Regions from separate parts of the Salmo salar genome. Here region 1 is linked to region 2. Evidence: chromatin contacts called from public Hi-C data. All regions are on one chromosome and are shown on one strand. The core of a region is the stretch at or near the end of the contact, and the rest is flanking DNA. Distances in the headings are between cores, read along the strand shown. Region 1 holds the start of LOC106589301 (ATP-dependent RNA helicase DHX8). Region 2 holds the start of LOC106589304 (thyroid hormone receptor alpha).

Region 1 (6,089 bases), core at 3,195-5,694, 240 kb before region 2:
CACGGTTTTCGATTTCGTTTACGATTATTTGGGTTGAATGCTGTAACACAGAATAAAACAATTAATAAAAGTCCCATAATAGTAATGACTGCCCGTTACTGCTGATCACTTATTAACCATCATTTATTCACATTACTTTAATAAAATATTTAAATTGTTGTGTATATTACTTTTATTTGATGACTTAATCATTTAATTCCAAGTCCTCTCATTTCTACACAGCTACTGCCTATCCTGTCAGTCAAAATCACTATTTTGTAGATCTTCAAAGTAAATAAGGCATACTTTTATGACTGCTGAATATCAACACCTGCTCTCTATATCCCCTCACGATCGTGCCTTCCTTTCTCTTCCATAGCAGGCATAAAAGAAACAGACCGGACAGGTAGATGAGCAATGGATTATGGTCGTAGTTAATTACCACGTTTTATGCGCTAAACTATGTAGAATATTGGCCTGTTGGAAACTACAACATCACACAGTTCAGGCTGGATCTGATTTATCTCTAGAGAAACCAAAGAAAGTACAGTATGAAGACAGGCTGAAACTGCTTCTCCAATAGATCACACATGTAGGCAATGTCATGGCGACGTTGGCTAGCTAAGCTCACGCGTAGAAACATGACATCTGGTCACGCCAAACTGGGCATGTGCAGGCCGTCAAATCAAAGGCACACCTTCGATATAAAGTAGTTTTTTGACGGAATTGAAAACGTGTCAGTTTGTCACTACCACGAGGTTGGAGTAATAACATGTTCAACTACTTAAGACATTGGTTCGAATCTCTTGTGCCTTTAGAGTTCGAGAAAATTAACAACTAAGGAAGAATATTTCACTTCTCTCATTGACTTGTCAAAACCCAAACCGCAGCCTGGTCTTCTTGGTCTGCTTCACAAGCTTTTCCGGAAGCCTCATGATGTTGCGCCTCTGGGTTTAGAAACTCTGTGGAGAAACTTTGCAATGTGCGCATTGAACTCATGGAAAAAACCTGAACGAAATGGAATTCAAATAATTGAACCGACGTCGGTCATTTAGTTGTTTAAAAAACACAAAATAACAGAAATGTTTGTTAATCGCTGAGTATTACTTAACGGCCTTATTGCAAACAGAATGGGGGATTTTATGTGTATTTTTTAACACAGGCTTCCTTCTTTTACATTTTTCATTCAAACCAGTAATATGGAGTGAATGCAATGTTGTTGATCTTCTGTATTTACAATTATTGTAGTGGCAGCATCATGTTATGGGTATGCTGGTCACTGGCAGGGACTAGGGAGTTTGTCAAAAACGTACACAGTTTGGGGACACATCCCAAAAGATGAGAAGTGTTTTCATAAGGTAGAAAGAAAGTACAATTAATAAAAACATTAGTGAACCGGCGGTTGTAACTTTCAATAGATTTTCTGACTGATTCATGTTACATTTGGATTGTTTTTGACCGATGCATCTAAATAAACAATTGAACCGGATTCCGATCTGTATCGATGAATCATTACACCCATAATGCTTTCAGTAGATAAAAAAACATGCTAAAATGTTACCTTCTTCATCATCAATTTTTGGGAGGATACCCGTCTCCTCGTCAAAGTCAGGGAACTCCTCTTTAGAAAGAACATTAGCAGCAATCATCTGAGGACAGGAAAAATACCATGTATAGATCAACATCACACTAACAAAATGAGCCAAGATGTCTTGATGAACCCTACATGTGTACACATACCTGGTTGATCTCCCACTTCTCAAGGTCTGATATCTTGGTCAGTCTCTTGCGCTCCAGTGTGTCATCCTCCAACTCAGGGGCGTGACCCAGGTTGAGGTTGGTTGGGCGGTCGGGGTTCCTCATGATTTTCTCCTCCCCACCATCAGGGCCCTGGTTCCTCCTCCTGTTGGGGTTCAGGTCCTCCCCCGTTTCCTGGTCTACATCCTGGCAACCAAGAGTATAAGTTTCAGTTATAATTTAATTTAGCTTCATGTCCTTCATCATGCTTACCAAAGGGCAGTAGGCTTTGAATTCATTCCTGCTCTGTGTTGCCGTCTTACCTTCATGCTGAGACTGGTCTTGGAGCCAGTGAAGGACAGCACCTTGATCTTGACTCGTTGACCTTTCTGGACCACATCAGCCACATTGGCAACACGTCCCTCTTTGCGTAGCTCAGAGATGTGGACCAACCCCTCCCAGCGTTTCCTACAATGAAAAACAAGAAAAGGTTTTCAACATCGGGTTTTCAAAACATTGGATCACCGTAAGAGACAGAACGTGTTGGATACATGCTTTCGATATTTTCCAATTCTCTTAACTGACCTCAGTCCCTCCAGTTGCACGAAGCAGCCAAACTGCAGGATACTGGTGACTTTGCCATTGAATATGTCCCCTACAGCAGGCTCTTCTGGTGGAGGCCGGTCCACGTGTTTGTCCTTACAGCGGTCAGAACCAACCTCAATGTCTCGATCCCTGGAGGGGCTCGGACTGCGATCACTCCAGCGGGAAACACGTTTTCGACCGCGTTTGAAGTCTCTGTCCCTCTCACGGTCGCAAGACGGAGAGCGTGAGCGTCTCTTCCTGTCTCTGTCTTGGCTCCGACTTCTGCTTCGCTGCCTTTTGTTGTCCAACCTAAAACAAGAGCCATATAAATGTAAAAAATACCTATTTTTCATCCAATTCAGGGTTTTGCTATTCATAGTGCACCAGTAAAACTTTGTTGCAAACCCTGTGAATTATCAAAATGTCCTTACCTGCTCGTTGAGTTTGTTCCACTGACACTGGGCATGAACATCTCCAATTCTTTCATGGCAGCATCTGCTACCCTCACATCATCGTCTTCTAGCGGAATCTGTGGGTGTTGTTAGAGAGCATTGGTCTACTGACAACCATATGCTGTGTGTGTGGAGTGGGACGTAATAGCAGTGCCTTGTTTAGCCACTATGTATGTACTAATTTCTGAGAGACTTACGGGAGCTGGATTGTCTGGCCTGCACAATCCAGGAAACATCTCCTTCAGTTTGTCCTTCTCACTCTTCTGTTTGACCACAGGCTCAGAGGCTACCGCCATAAAATTAAAGAGATTCAGTATGACATAATCACATACTGTATATCAAATTGTATATCAGCATTGTATAAATCATACTTGAATGTAAGATATCAGCTGCATTCGACACTAACCAGAGTTATATACAGTATGATAAACTAACCTTTGCTTGTAGATGCTTTTGACGGCCGCATAGTTTGAATAAGTCTGAGCAAATTGCTGATGAGAGAATCCTATGAAAGAAAGTGGATTCAAAACCAGAAAGTGTATTGAATGACCGGGCTAATTTTAAACATATCAAACAGCTACATCACACTATCACACTTACTGTGAAGTCTGCTCCATTTTTCAGCAGAAGTGATTTGAAGCCATCAAATGTTGGTTGCTTTTCAGCAAGGCAGATGACAAACTCAGCTAAAAGAGACAGCAAGAATAATCAAATTCAGCAGAGAGAAAAATGCTAGCCAACTCTATTCTCTTAAGATAACTATGCCTCTATCATAAATAACTGAGTAACAGCAAATTCTTTTTACTTGTTTTGCCAAGAATGCTCACATGAAACTAAACTAGCTAGCTTTTATGGAACTCGGGGAAATGTCAAATACTTAAACATGTTATGGGGTCCAGACCACCCACCACACTTTCAAGGCAAAGTAACCATCTCCTGTACAATAGATAACGTTATGACTAAAAAAATACGTTTTACAATCGGGATTCTGGTTGTCAAACACTGGAGTAAAATTATTAACGTTAGCTAGCTAAAACTAAAGGTAGCTAAGATAGCTAGCTTAGCAGCAAGCTAGTAAGATTATTCCAAATGTGGGGTGACAAAAGTAGTGTGTGTTTATTCAACTTGCCAAGATCTTTCTCGCAAATACCAAGATGGTTGTCAAGTTCTGTGCACACTTTGGACACCAAAGACAGGTATTCAAGCCGCTTAAGCTCCTCAACTCCAAAGTCTGCCATTGTGTCCAGTGTTTGTTTTGTTTTCAGAAAACGCAGGCATTGGTAACACGCACGTTACGTTATGAACTTCGAACTTAGACCACACTTCCGGGTAATGATTTTATTGGTCAGCAGGTGGGGGTAGACTCATTGCCAATATGACAATCTAAACTCCAAGTTAATTTTTTTAACCTTTATTTAACTAGGCAAGTCAGTTAACAACAAATTCTTATTTACAATGACCACCTAACCCGGAAGACGCTGGGCCAATTGTGCACCGCCCTATGGGACTGTAAATCACGGGCCGGTTGTGATACAGCCTGGAATCGAACCAGGGTCTGTAGTGACACCTCTAGCACTGAGATGCAATGCCTTATACCGCTGCACCACTCAGGAGCCCCAAAACTGACATTGTGGTCTCCAGTGTGGCTGTCAATAAAACATTTCTAAATTAAACATTAGCAACAAAAAGAGAACTATACAAGTGCAGAAAATGTTAGGATTACACTAGCACAGTAAAGCAATCACTCAAAGCTAAACCAAGTATTAAGTTCCATCCTGGTATAAAAAGACAGCCTACTATAAAAGACAAACTGTCTCAGAGCACTGTGCTTTTAAAACAAAGACGTTCACTGACTTGTCAAATTACTGCCCAGTCCCCTTCCTATTGAATTGATCATTTTTCAGAAGTTCACACACAGGTCAGATGTGACATTCAAGTAAAACAAACATGTTTCATTGTCCATGATACTCAAATATAAGATTGATTCTCCTCAGGGGATGAGACATTTTTATTAATGTTACCCAGGTAAGCCTATAAGGACAGGAGAGCAATGACCTCATTTTACTAGTTGACTGCTATACAGGTCAAGAGACAGAATTCAGCCTACCAGAATTCAGCTCAAAATGATAGAATTGCAGTTAATAGAAAACAGCTGAGCACACATAACACATGTCCAAAACAAATCGATAATGACCCAGCTTTATCAATCGCATGTTACAGCTAACAAGGCCTGTTGGCAGACAATGTCTCTCCATGGTATTTCTCAACCAGCTGAAATAGGAATGTGTCCCTCTCTTTCTGTGTTGCGATAAAGGATGCACATTCTAGCGCCGCCGAAAGGCGCGGGAGATTCTCCAAGCGTTGGGCTCTTCGTAACGGTTGTAGAGGGGCTCAAGGCGCTGCTGCTTCTTCTGTTTGCTGAGGCGTGTGGGGTCTGACACTTTGAAAAAGGCCGGCGAGAACTCTACCAGCCAGCGTGGGTCAATGGTGGTCACCTCCCTCATGTACTCCTTAGTAGTCAGCACCAACTCATGGTACACCACCCTGTGGAGAGAGGAATAAGAGGATCAGGCAAGAGGAAAAGGATGTCCAGAATGGCTCAGTACCAGTTGACATTCAATGTACACTAGTGACTAATCTATTAGTCCCCATGGTAATCAAAAAGGAGAGTTGACTCACCACTCAGGCTGGCGGTTGAACAGGGCACTGGAGGGGTGGATGTACACCACCTGCTGGTCAATGAGGGTACGGTAGCCCTCCTGGGGATCCTTTTTGGCTGCGTTCCGGAAGAAACCACTGCAGATGGCCTTCTGCACACGCACTGTGGCCTTTCCACAAGTCACCACATCCAGTTTATGTCTGAAAAGAGGTAAACGTTTTTGGATTTGTGTGAGAAGATTTCTAGTAAGTGAGGTTTCTTTACCAGATATACAATTACCTTGATCATCAAATGGACAGTGGAACCTACCTGTCCATGATACCCAGCATCTGTTTGCGGATATCCTGGGCTCTGCGCAAGGAACGGGCCTGGATGAAGTTCTCGTAGCACCAGGGGTTGGAGAACTTGTTGTTCTTCCAGGAGTTATAGACAGCCAACAGAGTAAGGTGGTCTCCCTCGGCCTGGTGGAACTTGGCCTTCTTCTGGTCAGCCAGCGCCTGCTTGTCCTGAGACACAGAATAAAAGGACTGTTAGTCATCAAATGATCAACAATGGCACACCATATAACTGCCTCATTGAGCTCTCCAACCATAATGGTAAACCTCAACACAACATTGAACTGTGCTGCAAAGAAGAAAAGAAAGAATATCTTATCAGGATACCCAGAGGAGTGATAC
Region 2 (5,917 bases), core at 585-3,084:
GTTTATGGTGTAATGTCTGATTTGACCAAGGCTAATAATCAACAGAGGCAAGTAACACAGGGTTTTAAACAAGTAGGTAATGATTGATGTACTGTATAGGTGGAAATCTGGATGAAAGCCAAGGGCTCGCTGTGTTAGGTTTTATCATGAAGCTAGGGAAAAATATCTTCCTCACGAATGAAAACAGCTATCAGTAGGCTATCCCCGAGAAAACGACTTGGGAGGTCGTCTTGCTTGCATCCTGACAATGTCAAAAGAAAGGGCATTCTTTCTTCGAGTTGTCCATTTGAATCAGCACAAAACAAAAGCCTTCCATTGGTAATTGAAGTCTTTGAAGATCAAGAACTTCAACATTCTAGCCAGAGAGAGGACATGCGCTGAATGTGCTTTGAATATAAAAACCTGAGCCATTGTAATATAGCTGTCAGAATTGAAATATGGGTCCATAGTATGGCAGATGTAAAAGTGCTATGGAAAGATAGAGGAGAAATTCCTTTAAAGAACATTTAAGGGTCATTGCTGTTTGACAGGGCTAAGAAAAAAGACGTACAACACATTTATTACAATAGAATAGTACGTAGCATTGTACCAAGCTATTAACATTACACAGTAACTCGTGAATTTCCTAAACAAGGCTAAATGATATGGCTGTGCATAACTGTCATGTGTTCCATTACATTTTTCAGGCCAATATTGTATCATTATGCACTATGCGAGTCAGACGGAAAATTGTATTATCGTATCAATATTAATGTAGTTATAGGCCTATAATTATCACTTTCATTCTGCAGTATCGTAGCAAATGTGATGTGTAATTTGAACTGTAACCCTTGGAAGTTGACAGAGTCAATATAAATTAATCTAAAGTATTTTCTGCAAATGTGTTACACACATACCCACAACAGCTTTGAACAATATGACATTTACTGTCTAATTTTATGCCCAAATAATATTTGAACCTCCTACACAAAAAGACACACCACATAGCCTACACACTAATAGACAAAGACGCACATACGTGCGCGTGCTTGTGTGCAGTATCATAAATCCAAATTAGGCCCCTCAATGGACAATGTGAACACATTGCACACTGACTATCTACATTGACACAACTGCATCCACAATGAAAACACTAACAGAAGCCTAATTGCGGCGGATTATATTTTAGCAACCAAACTTTAGGAGGCCAAACTAAAGCTATACTGTAGCCTACATAGTGCTGCTGATCTGTCAAACCATGCAGCTACTACAGTGCCTAGCTTGGACAGATGAATACGCACAAATGCAACATGCAAGGTGGGTAGTACACGTTTGGAAGCAAGTATGCGCCAATGAGACTCACCCGTCAGGTTCTTCCGCTGATTTAGACGAGAATACGGTTGTTTTGAGACAGAAGCTGGGATGAAAAAAAGTCAAAGCCTCCCGGTATCCAGCGCAAGTGAAGTGGTAGGGAATGCAACTGCACAACACTGGGTTTTTCCTATCTAAATCCCTCCGCAACGCACCGCGTACGGGCAAACTGTCTCGTACAGTTCCTCTATTGCACTTAAACAAAGTCGCTAGGTGCTCGTTATTTGGGATTTGCCTTTAGGTGTGTGCAAAAAAAAGTGCTCCAGTATCGTTTCGACTGTGAAATTGAATCAAGAGAACTGCTAGGATTTCTCTTCCCTCCGCTTATGTATACAGTATGGGGCGAGCATAAAACCATTTTTTAGAAAACGATCTACCGCTCTCTACAGGAATACCACTGTAAATTACAAACACATCTGCCTTCTTTGATAAAAACGACATTAAAAAATAGCAAACTTGTTTTGAATATGACGCCATCAGACTGAATAGAAATGAATGTGGTTCCGAGATGTTGAGCATCCCTTGGCATCCACACGTGTCTGGCGCGGCGCGTTATCCTCGTCCTTATAAAGGTCTGCTGAAGATGCGCTCCACCTCCTCCCTTCGGAATTAGAAAGACCTCTAACCTTGTTACCTGAAGATGAGGTGAGGATCAGGAGCTTTTTCTCTATAATACAACATAACAATTTCCAAACATACAACAATAAACACTATCATACATTAAGCATACGTGAGGAAAACATGAATACAACAATTCTTACTATAGGCTATGCTTAATAATTATTGTGTTAAACCTTCAACAGTCGTGTAAAGTACTTAGGGAAAATACTTTAAAGTGCCACTTAAGTGTTTTTTGAGGTATCTGTACTTTACTTTACTGTCTATATTTTTTGTCACGTTTTACTTTACTACATTCCTAAAGAAAATAATGTACTTTTTACTCCATACATTTTCCCTGACACCCTAAAGTACTGTTACATGTTGAATGCTTAGCAGGACAGGAAAATTGTCAAATTCACGCACTTATCAAGAGTACATCCCTGGTCATCCCTACTGCCTCTGATCTGGCGGACTCACTAAACACACATGCTTTGTTTATAAAGATGTCTGAGTGTTGGAGTGTGCCCCTGACTATACTTTTTTTTAAATAACAAGAAAATGGTACTGTCTGGTTTGTTTAATATAAGATTTTTGAAATAATTTATACTTTTACTTTAACTTTTGATACTTAAGTATATTTTAGCAATTACATTTACCTTTGATACTTAAGTATATTTAAAAGCAACTACTTTTACTCAAGTAGTATTTTACTGGGTGACTTTCACTTGAGTCATTTTCTATGAAGGTATCTTTACTTTTACTGAAGTATGACTGTCACGGTTGTCGTAGGAATGAGCGGACCAAAGTGCAGCGTGTGTGTCGTTCCACATTTTATTTATACTGTGAAACTATGCAACACATAAATAAACTTGAATGACCAAAAAAAAAACGTGACGCAGAGGTGAAACAGACACCACTCAAAACTAATCTCCCACAAACCCAGGTGGAAAAAAAACCCCTACTTAAGTATGATCTCCAATTAGAGACAACGAGGACCAGCTGCCTCTAATTGGAGATCATCCCAAACAAAACCAACATAGAAATACAAAACTAGAACATGAACATAGAAATACAAAACATAGAAAAACACCCCCTGTCACACCCTGACCTACTCTACCATAGAAAATAACATCTTGCTATGGTCAGGACGTGACAATGACATGCGGGTAGTTTTTCCACCACTGACCTTCAATGTATTCTATAGCTTACAGCAGTTTTGTATCCACCCTGAAAACCTACACATCTAAGATAGGCCTACCTACTGTATTATGCCTATAGACCAAAAAATATTTTGGACTGAAAACTGAAGGAGGATTTGGATACAGGGCTCAACAATTAGTCAATGTTAATACTCTGCAGATAGCGAGTTTATTTTTCAAATTTATAATGTGAGAACGCCTGTCTGCAAAGCAGAAGTTTGGTTCATATCCAAGAGCAATATGGGAGTGGATTGCATTTTCTGTCATATGGTATCAGTAAGGAGAGGTCCACATGTTACAAACTAGCTATCTTAAATAAGGATTTTATTTAAAAACCTCAAACATGTATTTTACCATGACCCCAATGAGGAAAACTCCAACTGTTCCTTGCGTCATTCTAAGGTGACGTGGTAAAACCTAACTCTCGCTTCCATTCAGTCTGAATAATCACCCTCTAGCACACTAACATTCCTATCATGGCTGACTGCAGATATTTCCATCAGTAGCCTACTAGGCTATGGACCCTTTCCAAGGTGTTAAGAACTCATATACAGTAAACATTATGATATTTCTGCTATTAGAGATAACTCACCCATTAAATGACGCTGGGTTTGAGAAATCATGATGCATGATGATAAGCTGTATGCTGCCAAAGCATTAACGATGATTCAGGCCATTTCATCCATTTCCATCTCATCTAACCGCTGCATGGACTTGGCTGAGCAAATGTATGCTTACTAGCCCAACATCAGTAACATCCATCTAATCTTCCGTACAAATATGTATAGAGAAAAGCACAGTGTAAAGTGTATTGAGATATGTTTTCTAAACATTTAATGCTTGAACATGTGAAATCTACATTGGACGGAATCAACTACCGATTCAAATCACCTGTGGAAGGGAATGAAGGTTGTTGGTTGTTGCTTTTGTGCAAATACATGTACTACTGTTCCAGTCAGATTAAATATTTGTCCCATCTTTACTAAACCCTCGTCAACATAGTGTGTGCCTGACTGATGTACAAAAGATGGGATCTGTGAGGTTTGATATGGGTACCCACTGGGCACAGACGTCAATTCAACGTCTATTCTACATTGATTGAACGTAATTTCATTGAAACCAGTGTGCCCCCAGTGGGTAGTTGCTACCATTTGATTTGGCGGGGGCTCTCTTTGATGGCAGCACCCTCCATTTGATCACACTGAGCAACAGTACTTTTTCCCGGAACAAAGCAGCTACTCCACCAGAGGCTCACCTACCGACAGAAATTAACCCTGCAGCAGGTGGTGGAGACTGTGTGTGTGTGTGTGTGTGTGTGTGTGTGTGTGTGTGTGTGTGTGTGTGTGTGTGTGTGTGTGTGTGTGTGTGTGTGTGTGTGTGTGTGTGTGTGTGTGTGTGTGTGTGTGTGTGTGCGTGTGCCTTGGCCAAATCAGAAATTACGCCACAAAACATTTTCTGAAAGCTTACTCTTAAAAAGAAACCAATTGTGGGCGTCAGTTAAATTGGTGATAATTATGATAAATAAAAAAGTATACCAGTTTCATTTAATGACCAAAAACTTGACAGCTGTGCCTTATAGATTGTAAAATAGTTTCCATATACCAATTCCATGGCACATGGTTAATGAACTGATACGCAAAACGACGCTGGATTCAACATTTTCAGTTAAAATTATTATCCAAAATTCTTGCAACCAATATAATGTTATATATATGGGGGACACAACCATCCCAGCTCTGCAGATTTTGCTGCGTAGAGACAGAATCATTAGATAAATTGTTTTGATACTGTCCATATATAGCTTGTTTTTGGTCTCATGAATGGCTGATTAATGGCAACATTTACTTGGAGCTAACTCTGCAAATACCACTGCTGGGTGATTTAAAAAGTCATAGTCAATTGATCAATAATATAATAATACTCTTAGCAAACATTTTTATCTTTAATTTACAATCTGTAGAAACTATAAGAATAGAAAGGTTTAGAGCTTTTGTGAAACATCACAGCACAGTTAAAAAATTATGGTGTTGAGAGACAGATAGGAGGGGTTGTGTTGAACTGAAGGATGGGCCTAAAAACAACAAGATAACTAATGTAAAATATAATGTGTCTGTAAAATGTATATAGGTTCAGAACTTTTGGGAAACAGCACAGTTAAAAATATATGGAAAATATAAATCAAACTGGATGGTCTTCAGAGATAGATGGGGGGGGGGTAGTAATCTGCAATGCATTTCAATTAACAGGTGTGCCTTATTAAAAGTTAATTTGTGGAAATTCTTTCCTTCTTATTGCATTTGAGCCAATCAGTTATGTTGTGACAAGGTAGGGGTGGTATACAGAAGATAGCCCTTTTTGGTAAAAGACCAAGTCCATATTATGCCAAGAACAGCTCAAATTGTCACGGAGTTCGTTGGGTTGTACAGACCAAAACGCAGCCGGGATCTGAATGCTCATCTTATTATTTAATAGAATAAAGAGAACACGGAGAAAAAACAAGAAAACGAATAAAGACTAGTGACAGTTTTACAGGCAGAATAAACGCAGTGCAAAATACAACTACCCACAACCTACCAAACAAACACACACCTACTTATAGGACTCCCAATCAGAGGCAACTAGAAACACCTGCCTCCAATTGAGAGTCCAGCACCCAAAACTACACATAGAAAAACAAACCTAGAACCTATACCAAAACTAACACACCCCACTACACCACACACAAAACCCCACAATACAAAACAAATATACCTCTGCCACGTCCTGAC

The links. A called contact is a pair of places that touch in the nucleus more often than the background predicts.
Region 1: a contact with region 2 is called in a Hi-C map of muscle, with 4 times the contacts expected there. The contact joins the promoter of LOC106589301 here to the promoter of LOC106589304 in region 2. A contact is called at or near these places in 2 of 3 Hi-C or Micro-C datasets (gill and muscle).

The regions. Positions count from the first base shown.
Region 1 is chrssa28:2,256,688-2,262,776 of Ssal_v3.1, reverse strand. It overlaps LOC106589301 (ATP-dependent RNA helicase DHX8), which reads right to left and starts at 4,444. Exons shown (of 23, transcript XM_014179091.2): 1 at 3,883-4,444; 2 at 3,354-3,439; 3 at 3,189-3,258; 4 at 2,951-3,039; 5 at 2,733-2,830; 6 at 2,302-2,610; 7 at 2,040-2,184; 8 at 1,720-1,923; 9 at 1,541-1,628. The coding sequence starts at 3,991. It overlaps LOC106589300 (ATP-dependent RNA helicase DHX8), which reads right to left. Exons shown (of 22, transcript XM_014179090.2): 20 at 5,722-5,918; 21 at 5,433-5,612; 22 at 4,744-5,297. The coding sequence ends at 5,078.
Region 2 is chrssa28:2,017,412-2,023,328 of Ssal_v3.1, reverse strand. It overlaps LOC106589304 (thyroid hormone receptor alpha), which reads right to left and starts at 1,834. Exons shown (of 10, transcript XM_014179099.2): 1 at 1,343-1,834.